Linked DNA regions of Mus musculus: region 2 is linked to region 1. The links are chromatin contacts, called in public Hi-C maps. All regions are on one chromosome and are shown on one strand. The core of a region is the stretch at or near the end of the contact, and the rest is flanking DNA. Distances in the headings are between cores, read along the strand shown.

Region 1 (4,878 bases), core at 1,261-3,760:
CAGGGAAGAAGACAAATAGTCCCTGCATTGTCTCCCAAATGCATTCGCAAGTGAGGATTTTGTGGTGTTGCTTCTATTAATGGGTTTTAGTTTGTCCTCTGTGGTCAGGAAAGATTCCTGGTGTAACTTCAGTCTTCCTACATTTTTGAGACTTATTCTGAGACCTGATCTGTGATCTGTCCTGGAAAATGGTCTGTGTACTTGGAGAACATGGGCACTCTATTCTCTTAGGGTGTAATGTCTGCTATGTGGCCATCATCAATTTGTCTACATTTATGTTCAAGTTCACTGTTTCTTACTGATTTTCTATCTATAGATTCTAGCCATTTTTGAAAACGAGGTATTGAAATTAGAAGTTAGAGACCATCCTGGCCTCCACAGAAAGTTCCAGACCAGCCTGTACTAGAGTATGAAACTGTCTCATAAACCATTCCAAAATTTCCACCCAAATTCTCAAGTAATCTTAGAAATACCTATACCATATACGCAGTACATATTTTATGCTTGTGCAGTTCACATTTACAGTATTGATCTATGCAGAATTCACCTGGTATGTTCTCTAAACATTTCCAAAATGATAAGCCAGTTCCCAGGCTGTTAGTTACTGAAAGGCCCTTTCTATCCCGTTGTGTTAACATGCTGATTTGCACATACTGAACTGTCAGAAATAGTTGTCTTGGTTAGGGTTTCTATTGCTGTGAAGAGACACCACGACCACAGCAACTCTTATAAAGGGAAGCATTTGATTGGCAATGCCTTATGTTCAGAGGTTTAGTCCAATTATCACCATGGAAGGAAACTTGGCAGCATGCAGACAGATGTGGTGCTGGAGAGGTAGCTGAGATCTGGAACAGCAGACAACAGGAACAGAGAGAGCCACTGGGCCTGGCTTGAGTATTTGAAATACCAATCACCCACTACTCACCCACTACCCACCTATCCCCACCCCTGAACCTCCCCAACCCCACTCCAACTTCCATAACACACTTCCTCCAACAAGGCCACGCCTCCTAGTGCCATTCCCTAAGCATCCAAATATGAGCCTATGGGCCCCTTCTTATTCAAAGCTCCACAATTTCATTATTGCTCTTCTCTATTTTCTCTGGATTCTGGTGAAGTTTGAGGGCAGAGGGTTCCAGACTTCCCTTGCTTACAGTATTTTCTTGAGCCTTTGAGTCCAGAAAGCTGAAAACTACGTTTTCCATATTCCACAGTAGATATATTATTTAGATGTTTTTTTTTTTCACATAGGGTCTCTGGTAGCCCAGGCTGGTCTCAAACTTCCCACATAGCCAAGTGTGATCTTGGATCCTCATCCATCCCCCTGCCTCCATCTCCCAGGTACTGGACCTAGATTTGGTTTTAAGTTAGACTTAGATGTAGCCAACCCGATGCATCAGTACAAGCCTTAGCTGGCAGGCACCTCTGGAACTGGCCCTCTCTGCCACTAGATGGGCAGAGGTCTCAGTGCCAGTCACTGCTATTTTGACTGTTATGAGTCCACAGGGCCTGGTTTTCCTGGTACACACTGCAGCAGGGGCAGACCTGTGGAGCACACAGCAATCCTGACAACTTCCTGCTCAGAGTGACGTCCTCACCAGGACATGGCCAACACAGCAGCTGCCCAGTGACACCATTTTGTACTGTGGTTTCAAGAGTCATTTCTGAAAGCTCCACCTAGTGTCTGGTCCTCGGCACACTGTCAACATTTCCACAAGCCGCTCAGCTTCCTAAGTCACGTGAATTCTGTCCCTCTAACTGGACTTAATAAATTAGCAGCCTGGCTTTGGCAGAGGAGACTCGCTTCCATTTGCTGGGCTCTGGATAGCAGGAGTTTTAAAAGGTTGCAGCTTTAGGTTTCTCTATTAACAAACAAACCCCTCAGAAGGGTGAGGCGTGAGAATCTTGGGTTTGGGGTCAGACTGGGCAGCCTAGTGAGACTCTGTTAAGAAGGAAGAGAGGAACAGAGAGAGAGTGAGGAGGAAAAGATGGAAGGGAGGCAGGGAGGGAGAGAGAGAGAAGGAGAGGAAGTTGCTTTCGTGGTTTTGCTTAGTCATTCCAAGGTTAATGTCCTCTTTTAGGCGAACCAAAAGAACTAATCCCTGTGTCGATATTCTATCCAGAAATACGTAGAAGATACTCGTGTATTTTGAAGTCACAACCCAAACATTATACCTTAGTAATGGAATCATCCCATTGGTCAGAACAGAGGCTGTTCTGTAAACAATTTTCTAAACATGATAGATTCGAGTCTTCATTTCTCCAGTTGTTTAAGCCTTTGCTACTCCAAGTGTGGCCTGTAGGGGTCAGCAGCACCGACTCAGACTGCCTCACCAAGATCTGTTTTTAATGGATCTCGCGCTGAGAGTAAGATTAGGCTTGGAAGTCAAAGAGCTACCCCAGGCCTTGAAGAGGGCACAGCAGCCTTGCCTGGCTCATCTCCTTCAGCCCACCCTTCTACAAAGCGGGACTTCAGGGAAGCAGGATTGTCTGGAGCGTCAAATTCCCGAGAGCGCCACCTTGTGGTAATTTTGAGGTATTTTAAAACGAGGCGCCTTAGATCACACTCCCTGCTCTTCAAGTTTATCAGCTTGAAAGTCTGGGGTTTTTTCCTGTAGCCGATTTCCCTCGCCCTTTCTTTCTCGGTCTCTTTTCTCTTTTCTTTATTACAGGAGCTTACCCATCGTCGCCCAGGGCTTGGTTTAAATGTCAGTACATTTTCCGTGGTTGTCATTTTGTGTTTTTACGAAGTCTGGATTTAAGTGACATATTCTGGAGACTACCACATTCGCCAAGGTTCTTTGAAGCAGGGCACCCAGAGAGGCCTGATTTGTTAACTCATTCATCATTTCTCTGGCTTCTGTGGGCACTTAGTGATTTAACCTTGTCTCCTTTTTCTTTCTTTCTTTGTTTTGTTTTTGTTTGTTCGTTTCTTCTAGCTATATAGAAGTTTTTGAGTTAGTAAAGAACTCATAGTCCACTGCAATGGACATCAAACTACTACCACTAAACAGCTGCTTTTTACTTCCTTCATTTTGCTTTCCACTTATCTGTTATTCACTGGGTGTTGTGCTGTCCTTGTGATCAAACGACAATTGCAGGAGCAGATTGGCTCCCTCCACCTTGTGGGTACTGGGGATCGAACTCAGGTCATCATGTCCTGAAGCAAATGCTTTGTCAAGGGAGCCACCTCACCAGCCCTGCTTCATTTTCATGTGGGGAATTTCCATCCGTTTTTTGTTTTTGGTTTTTTTTTGGGGGGGGGGGTTGCTGAAATTCAAATATTGCATCATCTCTAGCAGGTCTAGGTTACACCACACCCTAGCAATGTGAACCTGATAAACTGGTATTTCTGTGAGGGAATATTTCACCAGTCTATGGATTAATCACTCCTGACTCCTTACTCAGCGGTGTGCACTGTAGAATTTAGGAGACCCATGGTTACAGCGTTTTGTCCACTGTATTCAATCACCCTGTTCATTATTCTCCAGGTAACCAGTTTCCCTGTCATATTCAAAATCCATGTAAGATAGACAGAGCCATTCTGTGACCCAGCAATTTTAGTCCTGGGTGTATGCTTCAAGGGTAGTAAGGACTTCTATTCACACAGAGTCTTGTAGACGAATAGTTATAGCAAACATAATTCTCTTGTCTTATTCCTCTGGTTAAACCATTGTGTACTGTATGCAATAAGGATGGAAGGAGTGTGTATCCTTCACTCCACCCAGACTATAAGAAAAGTGCTCTGAGCTTTTCCTCATTTATTATAAGATTAACTATGGGTTGGTCATATACAACCTCTGTTGTGTTTAACTATGTTCTTTCTATTCCTAGCTTGTTCTGGGATTTTATCACAAAGTGATGTTGAGTGTTGCCAAGGGTCTGACTAGCATTGATAGAAATGACCATGTGATTCTGTTTTTACCTCAAGTCTATTTATATCTTGCATTATAAGTTTTGGGCTATGTATGTTGAACCATTCTGCATCTCAGGGTAAAAACAACTAAGTCACAGTGCATAATCTCCTTGGTGTGTTCTTGAATTCAGTTTTCAATAGCTCTGTGTGTGTGTGTGTGTGTGTGTGTGTGTACATGTGCACGAGAGAGCATGCACGCTCACACACACACACACACACACACACACACACACACACACACACACACACACGGTCTCTCTGTGTAGTCCAGAACTCACTCTGTAAAGTAGGCTGGCCTCAAGCTCACAGATATGCCTGTCTCTCTCTCCCAGCTGCTGTGATTAAAGGTTTGTGCCTCCAAGCCAGGTCAAGTTAGGAATAATTTAATTGAAAACTTTTGCATCAGTATTCATCAGGAAAAAAAAATTGAACACCCCCCCCCACCTGGGGCTGATGTGCAGGCAGAAGAGCCAACAGTCTGATAAGCCAGCCAGGCCTGCAACCACCCATGCTGGGTCCTTGCTGCCATTGAGGGCCACATCTGGGACAAAGGTCCTATTGCCACCAAGGTGTGTGTTGATGTTCATGGTCTAATTTACCATCAAAGGCCAGGCAGAGGTCTGTGGTTTGTGGTCTACTACCCGGAGCCATGTTGATCTCCTTGGGTCATGCTGTCCCCAGCGTGGGGGGGGGGGGGGGAAGCAGGGAAGGAGTACATACTGGTCTGAGTAGCCTGCACAGCCACCTAAGGTGATATGTCCACAGGCAGTTGGGGCAGCCTGCAAGGGTCTTGTTTGGGTCTGGGGTCCTACTGCAACAAGGACCTTGTTCATGGTCTATGACGTCACTGGAAACTGTGTAGAAGCCCATGATCTTTGTTCCCATTGACTGTGAAGAGCAAGGAAGCTACTTTTGCTGTTAGATGGATGACTGCATACCCACAGTGGAGAGGGAGGACATAC
Region 2 (4,696 bases), core at 495-2,994, 310 kb before region 1:
CTCTGTGTTTTGGAAGGAATATGGTACATTTGAACTTTGGGTTGGAAAGGCATTGAATGCTCAGGACTCAGTGCTCTGTTTCGAGGAGTTTGGAAGATAAGAATGTTGAGAGCAGTACAGTGCTTTGTCCTTTGGAAGTGCTAGATTTCATAATATCTTTATACAATTACATAAACATAATTTGAACACCTTTCCCCCTGCCTTTTCTTGTTCCTATTATCTCCTTTGTTGTCTTACACAGTCTCTCCTCTACTTTCATGTCAAACATAGTTATATGACTTGTGTCTATAAAATCTAGAATCCACAAATGAGGAGAAATATGGAGTTTTCTTTCAAAGGCTGACCTAGTTTATTTAGTAGGATAATCTTCAGTTGCATTCAAGAAAACAAACAATTTAGTGGGTTTTTTGTATGCGTGTGGGGTGGGGGTGACTAAAACTCTATGCTGTGTGTGTGTATATATGTGTGTGTGTGTGTGTGTGTGTGTGTGTGTGTGTGTGTGTGTGTGTTACATGAAAATGTTTTGTTTGGGACTGAGAGGACAGGAGAACAAGTCAAGGATGAGTCCAGGAGTGGGAGGCAGTTAGACAGTGAAGAGGATGAAGTCAGAACTTCACAGGAGACTGGGATGAATGCACGCTCGTGAGAAGTACAGGCAGGAGCTGTGACCTCACCTCACCTCACCCCTGTAAAGCCTCTGCTACTAGTATCATGTCTACTTCCACAAGGAAATCTGGAATAGGAAAAACGGGAAGAAAAACATCCTAGCCATTGGGTGTTCTAGTTCATGAAGTGATCTTTGCACTTAGCAAAACCATGAACAAGCACCTCACTTTTTCTTGTTTCTCCAGTCCCAATTTAACGCTCTCTCCATCACTCCAACATGAAGCAAGGAGAGGTGAAAACTATGTCAGGATCTCCTTTCCTTTGCTATCGCCATTGAAACTGTCTTAGATGTTCACTCTTAAGTGATACAGTAAAAAATATATGTTTCCAATAGAAATTATTTTATGCCTGTGAAGTCTTCAACAGAAACTGCATTATGTTAGCTGGGGAAAATGCAAATATGAAAACCTTAATAAGTATTCTGACCAATGGGATGTTTTCAACAACCTGGCTAATATTATTAGTAACGCAGGCTTATGACTATAAAGAAAAATATTTATACACTATAATAACGCTTTTTAAAAAAATGGAAAAATGGGCACACTGTAGATAGTCATCAGAGGATTACAAGGTTAAAATAGCATCGGCTTGCTGTACTGTTAGAGAGCTTCTGTCCTTTAAGTACTTGTTATGCTCTCACTCTTGGCTTTCCTTGATAATGTTGCTCTGTGAGGCATGATGGAGAAGCAAGAGATAGCTTCAGAACAAGGATTCCTGCTCGTATGCATCACTAACAACACTAAGTAGGTTACACACACAAAGAAGAAGATATGAAAGTATGTGACAGGGGTGTCAGGAAGAGTTGGGGTGGAGAATTGGGTAAAAATGCATTGTACAGATGCATGAAATGTCAAAGAATAAATAATACCATCCTGCAAAAAATTTTATGCTGGGGCAGTGTAGGAGCTGGAGACAACCCAGAGAACAGTCAACAACCATACCTACCTCTGGCCCACTCTGCCTCCCCTAGGTTGGTAGAAAAGAGATGTGAAATTTCTTTCCAGCTTTGCTTTCTTAGTACCCAAACAGACTAAAGTTTCCTGAGCACCAAGTCAGCAGGTCTCACTTGGGAGGAGCAGGGACACAGAGTTCTATAAACAACTGTCATCATTAAACCAAAAATATCTCAAGTCAGGAGTGGCCAGTTTCTAATGGCTATAAATTGCATCAAAGATTCAATTTAGAATCACTGACAAAGGCTTTTTTTAAAAAAAAGTTCTCATGCTTAAAAACTGTTAACAAATAAATACAAACTAGTAAGATGTGTGTATCATACATGTATAACAAGAAATATATAAACATACGAAGAAGAAATAATGTGACCCACAATCTCAATCATTCACTGAAAGCTATGGAAGCTCTAAATAATTTTTTTGAATCATGTACAATCCTATTTTAAGACTACTTTCTAATATTTTTTTAACCTGTGATAGATAGCAAGACAGCCATTAAATACCATTATATAACACTTTTCCAAAAAATGTTAAAGCAATTGCTTTAATCTGATTATATATGTTCAGACTTCTTCCATCTCAGATATTATTTTTCATTTTCTTATTCTCTTGAGTACTCCATCTTAGCTTTGTGCTTTTATTTTCCCCATGCCAACAATACCTGTGTGCTTCACTCATGGGCCAACATTTTCTTCTCCCTGGGAAAGTCTAGTCTCACAATGGCTCGGCCTATGATATTGACATTCAGCCACTTGTCCCCTTGTTCTCAGCTTCTAATCACTGATCAGATTCACATCCAGCCACCTAACTCTTTTGAGGGTAAGTTGTTATCAGGACCATGATGTTCCCATTTATACAAAGCCAACACAAAAACCAATCCCCCGTCCCCAGTCGTGTGTACTAATTGAATCTTCCCCTTCTGCCTTTCTTGGTAGATGCTGATGTGTGTTCAGCAAGTTTCTGTTGAGAATGTGAACGAAGCTGAGCTTTCTGCCTTTGAGGATAGAACATGGTCCTATTGTACAGTCTTGACTTAAGTCAGGGATAAAGACCAGTTTGCTTATTAACCAACTCTTTTGTATGAGAATAATAAAGCCAGCAGTGGTCAACATCATACAATGGAGTAGAGAGGAGAATCAGAGTAAAAGATGGTTAAATTTTCAACTTGATTGGACTGAGAGATGTCTAGAAGATTAATTAACTAGAGAGGCACACCAGAGGGTGTGTCCATGAGGATTATTATATCAGTTAGACCTTGAGGGCCCTAAGATAGTGAGTAGTTTAATCCACTAATGGAGTCAAAATCTAAGCAGGCTATGTAAAGGGAGTCGATGAAACTGTAGAAGGTGGGGCCCACCTGTCCTAGGGTGACATTTTACCCTCTTTCCCATCATGCCCATTCTTCCTGCCTGCCATTAGATGAGCTGATCTGCCATACCTCCTACCATGATGGACAGCAACCTCTTCAATTCAGAGCAAAAGAAATTATTTTTCTCAAGTTTCTCTCAGATGTTTGGTCACAGCAGTAAGAAAGTCTAGGACCCAGCAATTTGTGTGTAATAAACTCTTCTCTACTCCCATGAAAACTTGAATGTCCAAAGTAACTGTCCAGGCACCTTTTCAATAGTCATTATCCTTCTCCCTCTAACACATAGTAACCTGAAGTTCTTATACAAGCTTCTGCCCTAACTTTAGCAAGACAGTCCTGTAATGGAGATATGCCTATTTTAGAATAACCATAATTATGTCCACACCTTTAATGTGATTCAGAGTCTGTAGTACTAGTGAGATGCCTGAAATTTTCAATTGATATTGGAAAGAAATGTTGCTTTTTGCAATTCACCTTGTTTTACCAGGGAATTATTGGCAATATAGGTTTGTGTGTCCAGATGAATTACAAATGTTATTTGCCATAGCCAATAACTGAGGTACTATTTTAAATCTAGACAATTTTTAACATTAGTTAGTCAGAAAAAGCATGGAGAATTTAAAATCATACTACCTCATACATGACCCGCAATTTTAGTACCTTGAAAACAGATTAAATTCCACAATTCTCCACGATTTTCACCTCCTCCCACCCAGCTATTTCTCATCTCCTTTTTCCTGCTGACACATGAGTCTAAGGCCTTAGTGCCAGACACATGCTTTACCATGGAGCCAGTCATGGCCTAGAGAATTCCTAGGAAAACTGTAGACCATTGAATTTGATAATTACATACTATCATTTAATGTGATTAATGTACATTTTGGGCTAAGATGCAATCTACAATAGTTATTAAAATAATGGAGAGGAAGACACAAGTTGCTGATATTGCTAGGAAAAGACTAGGGGTGAGCTAAATTTCTTGTTAAATTCAAGAAGCATAGAAGCTGTATACATCCTGATCATGGTCTCAGACCAATAACAAAAGAGAAAAAGATCACAGATTTTTAAAATTACCTTTGTTGAATACTTTTTTTTTTACCTTAAATGAAGCTTCATTATAATTATATATTCCATATAATATAATAACATTATTATTATATACACACAGTTGTACTTCTGGGGTGAAAAGTAGACATAGAACACCTACCATGTACTTTTAATTTTTATTTGTTTTCTAATATGTGTACAAATATAGATGTATGTGTACCATTGTATATGGAAATCAAAGGACAACTTTGGGAAGTCAGTTCTCTCCTTCCAGCCTAGGTTCCTGGGATGGCCTTCAAGTTTGTACTGGAAACCAGTTCACTGGCCCTTCACTTTTGTTTTTGAGACAGGGTCTCTCTGACGCTGGAATGCATTGATGGGCTGGATATCCTGGCCTGGGAGCTTCTGCCATCCTTCTGCCTCCAACTTCTAAAGTTAGAGCTATAGGGGTGCACTGACACACCTAGCTGTTTGTTTGTCTGTATGTCTATCTGTTTTGTTTATTTTCTGAGACAGGGTTTCTCTGTGTAGCCCTGGCTGTCCTGGAACTTACTCTGTAAGACCAGGCGGGCCTGGAACTTCTTGCCTCCTGTGTGCTGAGATTGAAAACATGCACCGCCACCTCGTGGCTTACACATAGCTTTTGTGTAGGTGTTGGGGA

What was found. A called contact is a pair of places that touch in the nucleus more often than the background predicts.
Region 2: a Hi-C map of uterus shows a contact between it and region 1, with 3 times the contacts expected there. The contact joins two enhancer-like sites. A contact is called at or near these places in 1 of 15 datasets of contacts at CTCF or cohesin (large pre-B cells) and 5 of 484 Hi-C or Micro-C datasets (bone marrow-derived macrophages, brown adipocytes and uterus).

The regions. Positions count from the first base shown.
Region 1 is chr12:32,289,728-32,294,605 of GRCm38.p6, reverse strand. No RefSeq gene overlaps it. Among named protein-coding and RNA genes, the nearest start is that of Gm33308, 46 kb to the right of the region's middle. Within about 2 kb of position 2,510, at least 191 of the 459 cell types and tissues checked have an H3K27ac peak or open chromatin away from gene starts, as enhancers often do. A contact at or near this core is called in uterus, where this site is marked.
Region 2 is chr12:32,602,594-32,607,289 of GRCm38.p6, reverse strand. No RefSeq gene overlaps it. Among named protein-coding and RNA genes, the nearest start is that of Gm33380, 23 kb to the right of the region's middle. Within about 2 kb of position 1,744, at least 6 of the 459 cell types and tissues checked have an H3K27ac peak or open chromatin away from gene starts, as enhancers often do. A contact at or near this core is called in uterus, where this site is marked.